Regions from separate parts of the Rattus norvegicus genome. Here region 1 is linked to region 2. The links are chromatin contacts, called in public Hi-C maps. All regions are on one chromosome and are shown on one strand. Each heading gives the region's core, a stretch centred on a gene start, on an enhancer-like site or on the middle of the called end of the contact. The rest is flanking DNA. Distances are from core to core; before and after follow the strand shown. Region 1 has its middle 67 kb from the start of Nod1. Region 2 overlaps Mturn (maturin, neural progenitor differentiation regulator homolog).

Region 1 (5,176 bases), core at 1,225-3,724, 210 kb after region 2:
TTCTGCCTGTGACACTTCCTCCTCAGAATTCTTGTTTGCTTTGGCATGATTGTCGTCTAACGGAGACTCTCTTTAACCATCCAATGTAAACACCAAACACTGCTGGGCATGTAGTTGTCACTTGATAAATTAAACAATAGCAATACTAACACTGGCATTGTGAAAGGAGAGATTGTGGTATAAAAGAAACTACCGTTTGGACGCTCAAACAGCCTTTCATATGATTTCATTTAACTAATATTTGGTCCAAGATTTTTACCCATATGGAATGCCACCTGATCTGTGGTTTTACACGTTGCATTATTTTTTATTTCTGTTTCTAGAAAATGGGGAGGGGGTTGTCATTAAGAGTTTTGGGAACTGTTCCTTGGTTTATTTTTAAAGTATGTACGGAATGCTAGAAATGTCCTTCTGTGTCCTGGTTAGCTTACATGTCACAGACTGTGCCTTAGTTGAGAAGAGGCCATGCCAAGATGTGAAGCAGACTATTCCGGGAGTGTGGGTAAGATTTATTACAGTAGCTATCGGCCAATTTCCTCTCCTGGGAGGCAGGAGAGTTCCTGGGGTAAGGCAGCTAGTGTCTGCAGATCGGGGTAGAGAGTCTCCAGAAGCAAGCACATGTTCTTCATAGTAAGAACATCACCACTATGTGTTCCCATGCTAGCGAGTTGTGCAAGAGTGGTTTCTAAAGAAGGGTTCTGTGAATTTGAGGTTAGGGTGCATTCTTGTTTCCTTTCTGTAGCTGTGAGAAGAAACCCAACAAAGGTGTCTTAGGAAAGAAGGGGTTTATTTCAACTTACAATTTCAGTTACAGCCAGTCACTGTGGGCAAGTCGAGGCAAGAACTTCAAACAGCTAGTTACATCACATCTATAGTCAAGAGCAGCCCCCAGGGCTAGGGTTCCAGGAATATGCAGCCGTGCCCCAACTTGTGTGCACACATGGGTGCTAGGGATCCCATCACCTTTCTGATCCATCTATACAGTTGATTATATTTTATGATTATTTGAAAAATATATAAGATTTTTAATGTTTATTTGTATATCATCCCTCAATTAATCACTCTATTATGTTTTATAATCTATCATCTTATTCCTTATAAATATCATTCATCCCTTTTGACTTTTTTTTTTTTAAGATCTATTTATTCTATATATGTGAGTACACTGTTGCTGTCTTCAGACACACCAGAAGAGGGTATCAGATCCCATTACAGATGGTTGCGAGCCACCATGTGGTTGCTGGGAATCAGGACCTCTGGAAGAGCATTTAGTGCTCTTAACCACTAAGCCATCTACATAAGAAGGGTGTACAAAGTTAACCTATTAACAAAGCATGTGAGGTGGAGTAGATCAGGATCCCTCTTTGAACATGTGAGGATAGGGTGTAGCCTCTCTTTACACCTATAAGGAAGGTAGATCAGTTGTCCCTCTTTGAAAAATACAGTTGGGATGGAGACAAAAACCCTGCATGATGGTCACTACAGATGGAACCAACCTGACCAGATGGCTAGAACTTAAAGCATCTGTCCCACTGCACAGAATGAGGCAAAGCTTCACTTTCTCTTGATAACACTACAGGTGTGCACAGTTTGTAACCTGCTGTATGAATCGGTAGCATCGAAGGAAGTAAGGCCAGGGGAAAGACGGAGAGAATGTTAGAAAAGAAAGTATACCTAAAAATTGAAAATCAGTTAAGATACAAGAGTATAATTTAAGTATTAAGGTTGATTGGCAAGGATATGAAAAAGGCCTACTTGAGATGATTAATTCTAAACACACACACACAATCATAATACTAAGTACTATGTCATAGTCAAGAAATTCATACTTCCCATGTCCCTGATCTTTCTTTTCTAACATTCTAGCCATCTGGTCAGGTTGGGTCCATCTGTAGTGACCATCATGAAGGGTTTTTGTCTCCATCCCAAACAGGTGGGTCCATAGATTTTTCTGTGACCAGTTCTCCCTGGCCTCTGCCAGATCTGTAGTACTTAATGAAAAATACTGCCATATAGCCTGCCTTTTTTGGATGGTAGCCATAGGAGAGATGTGTGTTCCAGCAATCAGTACCCTTGGAACAGGTATAGTGGGTTCCTCAGCCCTGTCAAGGTCCTAATTTCTGTGGATTATGCCACCAGTATGAAGCCTCCTTGGGGTGCATGTTTCTTTCAAGGGTTATTCATCCTTAATGTGTTTGGACTACTTCAATTACCCTTTAGTGGAGTAACAGAGTACTCTGAAATTTTAGTGCCTTCAAACCACAACCCGTCTTAATTAACTTCTGATTATGTAGGTCAGGAATCTGGGCTCTCACATATGCTTGTTCGTGCAGTTACAACCAGCAGGTGGATCCCATGGAGTCTAGCTGGCCAGTAGTTCCTTGGCAGGTGCTGGCAGCGGCTGGACCACGTGCTTCCAGCTTGCTTGCCTGAGCTCGTTCATGTGAGAGTGGAAGTGTTCCCAGGAGCAAGAGAGGACAAGTCCTGCTCTGCAAATACTTTCGGAGCTGCTCTGGCTTAGTGCACACCACTGCTCCACAGCCCTGACACATCACATAGGCTAGAGGGACACAGGATTTATGGGGCCATTTCCTGCTACAATCTATTGTGTGTGTGACAAGTATACAGAGTAGGCACTTGGTTCATATTTGCATAACTGCTTAATTGCATATTCAGTCATAAAGTCCAGCTGGGAGGCTGCTTTCATAACCTCCTGAATCAATTGAAAATGTTTCGGAAGGAGGGTGGGAGTGGGTAAGTACTACATCACAGCCACAGTCTTATACTTACACATGCCATGTACAGGAGTTTCACTGTATAGCCCAGGTCTGGTCTTGAAATTTTGATTCAAATTCAGCCTTCAAATAGATGGGGTTGTAGATGTATATACCTCAGTGTCCCACTTCTGAATCAACTGAACCAGTATTGGGCATAATAAAAGTCTAATTATTTTTAATTACTTTTTGGGTCTGGATATGAGACTAAGATATTTATCAATTATTATGGTTGGGATGTGGCTTTTCTCCCAGGGGCTCGTATGTAGAAGATAGAGCTGTCAGGCAGCGTGGGACCTGTAAGAGGTGAGGCCCATGTGGAGATCCATAGGTCACTGGGACACACCCTTGGAAAGGATTGGGATAGATCTCACTGTATTCCTGAGTTATTTCTCAAAAGAAGGTTATAAAATTGAGTATGAAGGTTCATGCCTGAGGTTCAGAAGTGGAGTCAGGAAAGTCTAGAGTTCAAGGTCATTCTCAACTACAGTAGGAGCTTTAGGCCAGCCTGGGATAGTTGAGAGCCTATTTCAAGTGAGCAAAACCTTGCAATAAAAGAGCCTGGCTATCGGGAAGTAATGGAAACTTAGCAGGAACAATGTAGTTTAAAAAAAAGATAGGTCTTTGCTATATCATGTACCCCTTTCCCCTCCTCTGTCACCAGAAGGTGAGCAGCTGCATTCATTTTCTGCATCATGTGCCCAGAAACATCAAGGCTCCAGGACCATGAATTGCAATTGTGAACCAAAATAAACCTTCCATCCTCTGCTTGGTCCTTTGTCACAGCTATGAAAGTTAACACAAGAGGACATGAAAATAGATTTGGCCTGATGTCTCTGCCTCCACATACCTAATGAGAGCTTTCTCAGACAGCCAGTTCCTGTTCTGACATATGAATTGTCTGACAGGGGTACTGTCTTAGCCGGGGCTTCTACTGGTGTGGTGAAACACCGTGACCAAAATGCAAGCTGGAGAGGAGAGAATTTATCTGGCTTACACTTCCATATTGAAGTTATCATCAAAGGAAGTCAGAACAGGAACTCAATTAGGGCAGGAGCCCGAAGGCAGGAGCTGATGCAGAGGCCATGGAGGGATGCTGCTATGGCTCGCTTACAGCCTGATCTCATGGAGGCATTTTCTCAGTTAAGGTTTCTTCCACTCAGATAACTCTAGTTGGTATGTCAGGTTGACAAAAGAAGAGCCAAAACAGGCATTGCCACGAGACACTTGCATTATTTTTTTTTATTGGAAATCAATATTTTTCAGGCAATAAAGTCTAAGAAAAGTTTTTTTTTTAAAAAAATTAGAATAGGACAAAACAAAACAAGAGCCAAGGTAAAGAACAAGAAACCCATATAGATGTGGAGACACATTTGCACACATAGAAACCCCATAACACTCCCCCAACTAAGAAACTATAATATATATGCAAAGAACCTGTAAAATAGGGTAAGGAATAAATACCCTGACTTAACATTATGAGGCAAAGAATCTCAAAGATGCCATTGAGTTTGCTTTCTGTCAACCATCTACTGCAGGGCATGGGGGCTACCCTTAAGAGGCAAGAATCCCACAGAGAAAATCAACTTTTCATTTGCAAATGGCTATCAGTTGGAGATGGCCTCTGGGTTAGGGATGGGGACATGTGTCTGCTTCTTTCAGCCTAGGACTCCTTCTGGTGCAGACCTGTGTAGGTCCTGGCCATGCTGCCTCAGTCTGTGAATTCACAGTTGCACCAGCCCTGTTGTGCCTAGAAGGCCTTGATTCCTTGGCTTCCTCCATGCCTCTGCCTCTGACACTCTTTCTGCCTCTTCTTCCACAGAGTTCACTGAGCCCTGAGGGGAGGGATTCGATGGAGACATCCCTTTTAGGGATGAGCGCTCCGAGGTCTCTCATTCTCGGCATGTTGTCAAGTTGTAGGTCTCTATTTGTTTTGTCTGCTGCAGGAGGAAGCTTCTCTGATGAAGGCTGTGCAAAGCACTGATCTACAATGTAATAGAATGTCATTAGGAAGCCTTTTTTACTACGTTCCTTTAGCAGAACAGTAGCATTTGGTTTTCCCCTGGGTCCATGGCCTATCTAGGCTTAGGTTCTTGGCCACCCAAGCAGTTTTGGGTATGGGTTCCACCTCATGGAACAGGCTTTGACACGAATCACATATTGGTTACTTCCAGTAGTTTATTGTCACTATTGTACCTGTACCAGCACATCTTGCAGGCAAGTCACTCTTATAGATTGAAGGGTTGGTGTTTACCTTTCTCCTTTAGTAGCGGGCAGAGTACCCGCCAGCATTAGGAATACTAGTCTGCAGGGTTGAAGGTTCTGGAGAGGCACCAGCTCAACTTCTTTGCTCTGTCAATGAGTTCTATAAGTGTTGTCTTCAGCAATAGAGTCTTACCATC
Region 2 (5,216 bases), core at 2,522-5,021:
TACACTGAAGGCTTTGGAGGTGGTAGGCAGGCCACCCAAGAGAGGAGATTGATGTGAAGACTAGCTGGAGGAGCATGGCGGTGAACACTTTGCTTGTTCTATCACTCAGGAAGAGAAAGTGACAGTGAAGGCTTGGTAGGTAGCAGACAGAGACAGTGCACATAAACATATAGGGAAAGACTGCTTGCTGGTCCTCGTGACCAGCTGAAATCTGAATGACGTCACTGACAGCACTGCAAAGGTGGATCCTGTCATTGAGTGACCCGTGGGGACATTTTCCTCATATCTGCCTGGTTATTTTCCTCTGCCTGGTGATGGCGCTGAACCAAGCAGGCTTCAGACATTGAAAAACAGAGCCAGGTAGGGTAGTGAGGCCTGGTGCAGTGCCTAACATCCCTAGGGTTCAACCAGACTGAAGGGTCCACTTGTGGCACCTGGGCTCGCTGCAGCATACGCTACATTCTATGTTTCCATGACCAGAGCACAAAACGTCTGCTCCGTGAGAAGATTGTCCTTGCACGCTGGTGTCAGAACTAGGTTTGCAGTGCTCGTAAGTCAAACTGGGGGGGTGACACCACTGCTCAGTGCAGACAGAAATCATTCTCTAGCACAATGCATGCCTCTGAATATTGTTTTGGTTTCTCCGAGCACAAAGAGTATGTCCAGGGTGTTGTGATCCCAGAGCGGAATTTTTAGTTATTGCATGCTAAAACTCACCAGTTGGGAAACAGTTTAATCAAATCTGGTTTTCTCCAGTGAGAGGAGTGTAGGGATGGACAAGACTTAATGTGTGCTGGGAGGAGGTGAACGGGGGCAGTGAGGAGTTAGGTCTCCATCCATCTGAGTTGTAAACAAGGCACGTAGTCCACACTTACCTCCTGGACCACTTGTGTTCTTGACTGTCTCTAGAGAACTGGGTGCTTAGAGGATGCCGGTAATGGCTTTGTGATTTTCAGATGCCCCCTGCCAAGCCGAAGGCACAGCAAATGTCCTACACACTTGGTAGAATGCCTTCCCTTAAAAATAAAATCCCTGCCAGGCAGGGAAGCTTGCCTTCAAGAGTGCTGGCTTAAGAGGGGCTGTGACGGCAGAAGGGGGGCCATGCCTGCTCTCTCCTCCACTGGTGCTCCCGTGTCAGTAAACCCAGGCGGAGGCTCCTGTCCCTAGAACAAACCTCTCGGGAGATGCCATGCGCGCCTTCTTGCATCCTCTCCAGAGATGCATAAAATGTTTTTACGTTAGAAACATTCCTCTGGCATACAAACAAGTTACTTTGGTCTGATGGCAGCTAGCATGACTTGAGAAAGTGAGGTCTTCTAGGTTTCATACAGAGTAGGTGTAGAACTTGCCGGGACGCTGGTAGCCTGTGGTCATTGGCAATGACCTTGAGCGTTTTCTGTTAGAAACCCACTCACCGCACTGCAAGGCTGAGTAGTTCCGAGCAGTCAAAAGTGTGCATCAGGCTACACAGGAACTAGCGTTCGGTTTGATTAGGACTGTGTTCCAGTTGTTCGGTATTAGGAGGGAAGCTAGCAGTGTGCTCTTCATAAACCACCTTTCCCCAGGTGTCCTTTTTGCTTCTCAAGGTTCTGTTTTAGTAAGAACCTTCTGAACTAGCAGAGACCAACACTCTGTACAAATGCTAGCCTTCTAAAAGGCACTGAAATAAATATTCAGTGCTGGGCAAATCGGAGCCCAGCTTTCCAGCCAGTACTTATTTGTGTAAAAGTGAGATTTCTCCAGAGAAGCAAATCGGAAGGAATAAAAACAAGGGGTTTTGTTGTTTGTTTCTAGGTTTTGTTTTGTTCTTGGATGGGGAGTTTTTCCTGTGTGATGCATGTGCTTTCTTTGAGTTTGTATTTCCTTTCAGAGAGCTCTCTTGTAAGTGACAAACTGTGAAATGGGTTGCCAAAAACTGTGTCCTTTGTTAGATGCTTCAAAGGGAACCGTGTAAATTCTCTCTTCACCTTGTCCATCTGCTTCCTCCTCCCTCCCATGAGAGCAAGGACCACATCCAAGGATGTAATTACCATACACTTGCAATTAAAGAGCCTTCCAGCCCTGGTGCCTTTTGTCTTCTTTACTCAGTCTGCAGATTTCGGTTACATCACTGTGTGTGATGTATAAATGAAGAGCCAGACTGTGGACACTGGGGCGGGAGGGAGCAGTTGCATCAAAGGTGGGTTGGAAGGTTAGGGGTTCACACATTTGGGAGCGTGTAACTGTCTGGCTAGTGTTCGGCAGTTCGGTCGCTCCCTTTCAACTAGTACTGGTTTCACAGGTGAGAATTCCTTTTTGCAGACCTAGTTAGGAATGCTTTGTGGTCCAATTAGAAATCCATATCCTTAACGACAGAATGCCGACAGAATGCTGTCTCTTCCACACCTTGCTCCCAGCTGCTTTTATTCAATAGACAAAGGCATGTCAGAAGGAGCTCTGAAAGTTGGCAGGAAGTTTCACTCTTTGTTTAAAGATCCATATTCTCGCTCCGAATGAGGGGGTCTGTAAGCTTCAAAATGGCTTCGCAGCCCCAGCTTGAGGCTGTGTGTGCCTGATATCATCGGAAGTCCTTGGTACCGATTCCAGGTCCAGAGAAAAGCATTCTAAGGCTCTCTGGTCAAAGACCGGCTCCAGAAGGGCCATGTAGACAGATTTCTATCATGAGAGAACTCCCATTTCTATGACTTGATCACGGGCTCGGCTCCTTTACGTGCAGGGACAGATCTCAGCATTACTCATCTCTCGCCGCCACCGCTAATCTCTGAAATCATCTGGCGAGAGGAGGGTTCTGGCCTAGACAGGTCCCTGACAGTCTGTGTGGCACTACACACACACACACACACACACACACACACACACACACACACACCATTCTTTTGATTTCTCATGGGTAAGAGTAAGCCCAGTGACCTTGTTTCTGATTTCCCTTGGGGGAGGAGCATCAGCAGAACACCTGTACAGCCCTCTGTAGAGGAGGGAGTGCTACAAGGTCCCATAAAGCAACAATGGTGACCTGCATGGTCATGCTTTTCTCAGGATCCCTTTCCCAAGTGAAGATCCACAGCTGTATATTAGCTCAAATGCTTGGAGGTTTCCTCCTGCCTTGCCACACACCCCTTCTCCTTATAGTAGATTGCAGGATTCAAACTACAGCCAAGAGGGAAGGATAGTGTTCCTTGCTTAGGGATATAGTAACCACTCTGGTTTCCATAGTGAAGTCAGGCAGGTGGGGTGGGTACCACAATATCCCCCAGGGCGCGCTGCACACGCATGGGTGGATTCACAACACGGGAAAAACAACCCACACTCCAGTATTTGGAGACTCCCAGGGCTGGGTGTCTAGCCCAGTGTCCTGCTGAGTTAGTCAACCAAAAATTCCTCCGTTTGTCAGGCTCAGCCATCTGGCAGTTTGGAAGCAGGGTTGAAACGCTTCTAGAACCAGCTGACACTTTTCCTTTTGATACCATAAGTGGCACAAAGCCCCTCTGAATCTCTAACCCATCTTTCCCCTTTTTGGAATAGAAAACAGTGCCGCTTTAAAACCAAGAACCAAAAAAAAAACAAAACAAAACAAACAAACAAACAAAAAAAAAACCTGGGCAAGCTGTGATTTGCAGCCAAAAAAGAAATGTGAAAAGAACCTAACATTTTATTTTCTAGGGAAACAACCCCAAAGCGGATGTCGATGCCAAAGTGAAGTGGATCCTCTGGGATGCCTTTTAATTGGAAGCCTCTAGAGGTCAGCACAGTATAAACAAAGGGCTTCCTAATGCTGAGGCCATACATCCCTCGGGGAGCAACCAACCAGGGTGGGGCAAAAGGCAGTTGGCACTGAGGGCACAAGACATGAAACTGTGATTCTTCAGAGCAGCCTGCTAATCTCTGACTCCAGTTATTTTCTGCCCTGTCTTTTCTGGTCTATCCTTGCAGCTCCCACACCCAGGTAAGTATCGAACCGTCCAGTGAATGACAGAGGGACAGCTGGAGCAGCAGCTGGGTTATACGTTACACTGGGCAGACTCAGGTCAGGACTCTTTCTGCTGCCGGGTAGCACTCGAGATTTGCTATGATGGTGTCTACACGGAACTGCTGCTGTCAGTGGTCTTGGAGGAGAACCTATGTCAGGTCCTTAGAGCCGGCCGGAGAGACAGATGAGGAGGGGTCAGATGGGAATGGGTGACTGCAAACTGCTGCACACCAGGACTCCAAGCCTAAGGCGCAGAACTTTAGGCAGGGATGTGTCAGGTTCCACAGGACATGGCCCCAGTCCTAAAGGGGGGTCTGGAGTCCCCCCCAGAAGCTTCCACAGGAAGGGAAAGTATTAAAACATTTTTCCCCTTTTCTGTTGTCTGTTTAACCTACACCACAGTCAAATGTCACTGAATATGGATGGCCCTTTGGTAGGGACTGGAATGCACCCAGGACACAAACATGGAGAAAAGCTGTTGATGGAAATGTCAAACTATTCCCCAGATTCTCCCCCCAATATAACGTTTTAACACTTTAGCTTAGCAATCTGATTTGATTCATTAAATTTCAAAATGGTGGGGTTTTGGTCCCAATGAGTATAGGCTACATGGTATAGTTCCAGAATAGCCTAGTGAATTTCCAGTCCTTTTTCTCATGAATTAAACAGTGCTAAGTGAGTAAACTCTAGCTGTATCTGCCTATTACATACTAAACCATTTTTGTTTCTGTTAAGAGAGAGGGAGAGAGAGAGAGAGAGAGAGAGAGAGAGAGAGAGAGAGAGAGAGCGAGCACAGCCTGGCCTTGGACACTTGATCTGTGACAGCTGTTACAGCCTAGGTTCCTTTTAACTTTGTTCCTTTTCTCACTAGTTTTTGGATAGGTAGGTATGTCCGTCTGTCTGTCTGTCTGTCTACTGTTTTTTTCAAGATGAGGAAACAGAGGGCGCTTTTCATCAGCCTCTCAGGGCCTGAGCACGGAATGGAATGTTGACAGTGTTTCACCTCTGCCTTGCCCTTGACCAGATTAGCCTGCTGCTGGACACCAGAAAAATGAATAAAGTTTCCAATATCCAGACCCTGGCACAGACAAGCAAGCAGCTGTAAGGAAGGGCATTGAAGCTGGTGCTTAGACCCGGTCAAGGCTGAGAAAAGAGCCTGCTTGCCTTCCTCTCGATCTTCCTCATAGTCCTTCCCCAGGACATGCCAGTGCTTTAATGTGCCTTTGCTCTTGATGATGGACTTTAACTC

What was found. A called contact is a pair of places that touch in the nucleus more often than the background predicts.
Region 1: a contact with region 2 is called in a Hi-C map of psoas muscle, with 2.6 times the contacts expected there. The contact joins two enhancer-like sites. A contact is called at or near these places in 7 of 12 Hi-C or Micro-C datasets (the A7r5 cell line, the Rat2 cell line, Schwann cells and 3 more).

What each region holds. Positions count from the first base shown.
Region 1 is chr4:85,372,222-85,377,397 of GRCr8, forward strand. No RefSeq gene overlaps it. Among named protein-coding and RNA genes, the nearest start is that of Nod1, 67 kb to the right of the region's middle. Within about 2 kb of position 2,475, at least 11 of the 93 cell types and tissues checked have an H3K27ac peak or open chromatin away from gene starts, as enhancers often do.
Region 2 is chr4:85,156,725-85,161,940 of GRCr8, forward strand. It overlaps Mturn (maturin, neural progenitor differentiation regulator homolog), which reads left to right. Exons shown (of 3, transcript NM_001007645.2): 3 at 1-2,066. Among named protein-coding and RNA genes, the nearest start is that of Mturn, 21 kb to the left of the region's middle. Within about 2 kb of position 3,772, at least 6 of the 93 cell types and tissues checked have an H3K27ac peak or open chromatin away from gene starts, as enhancers often do.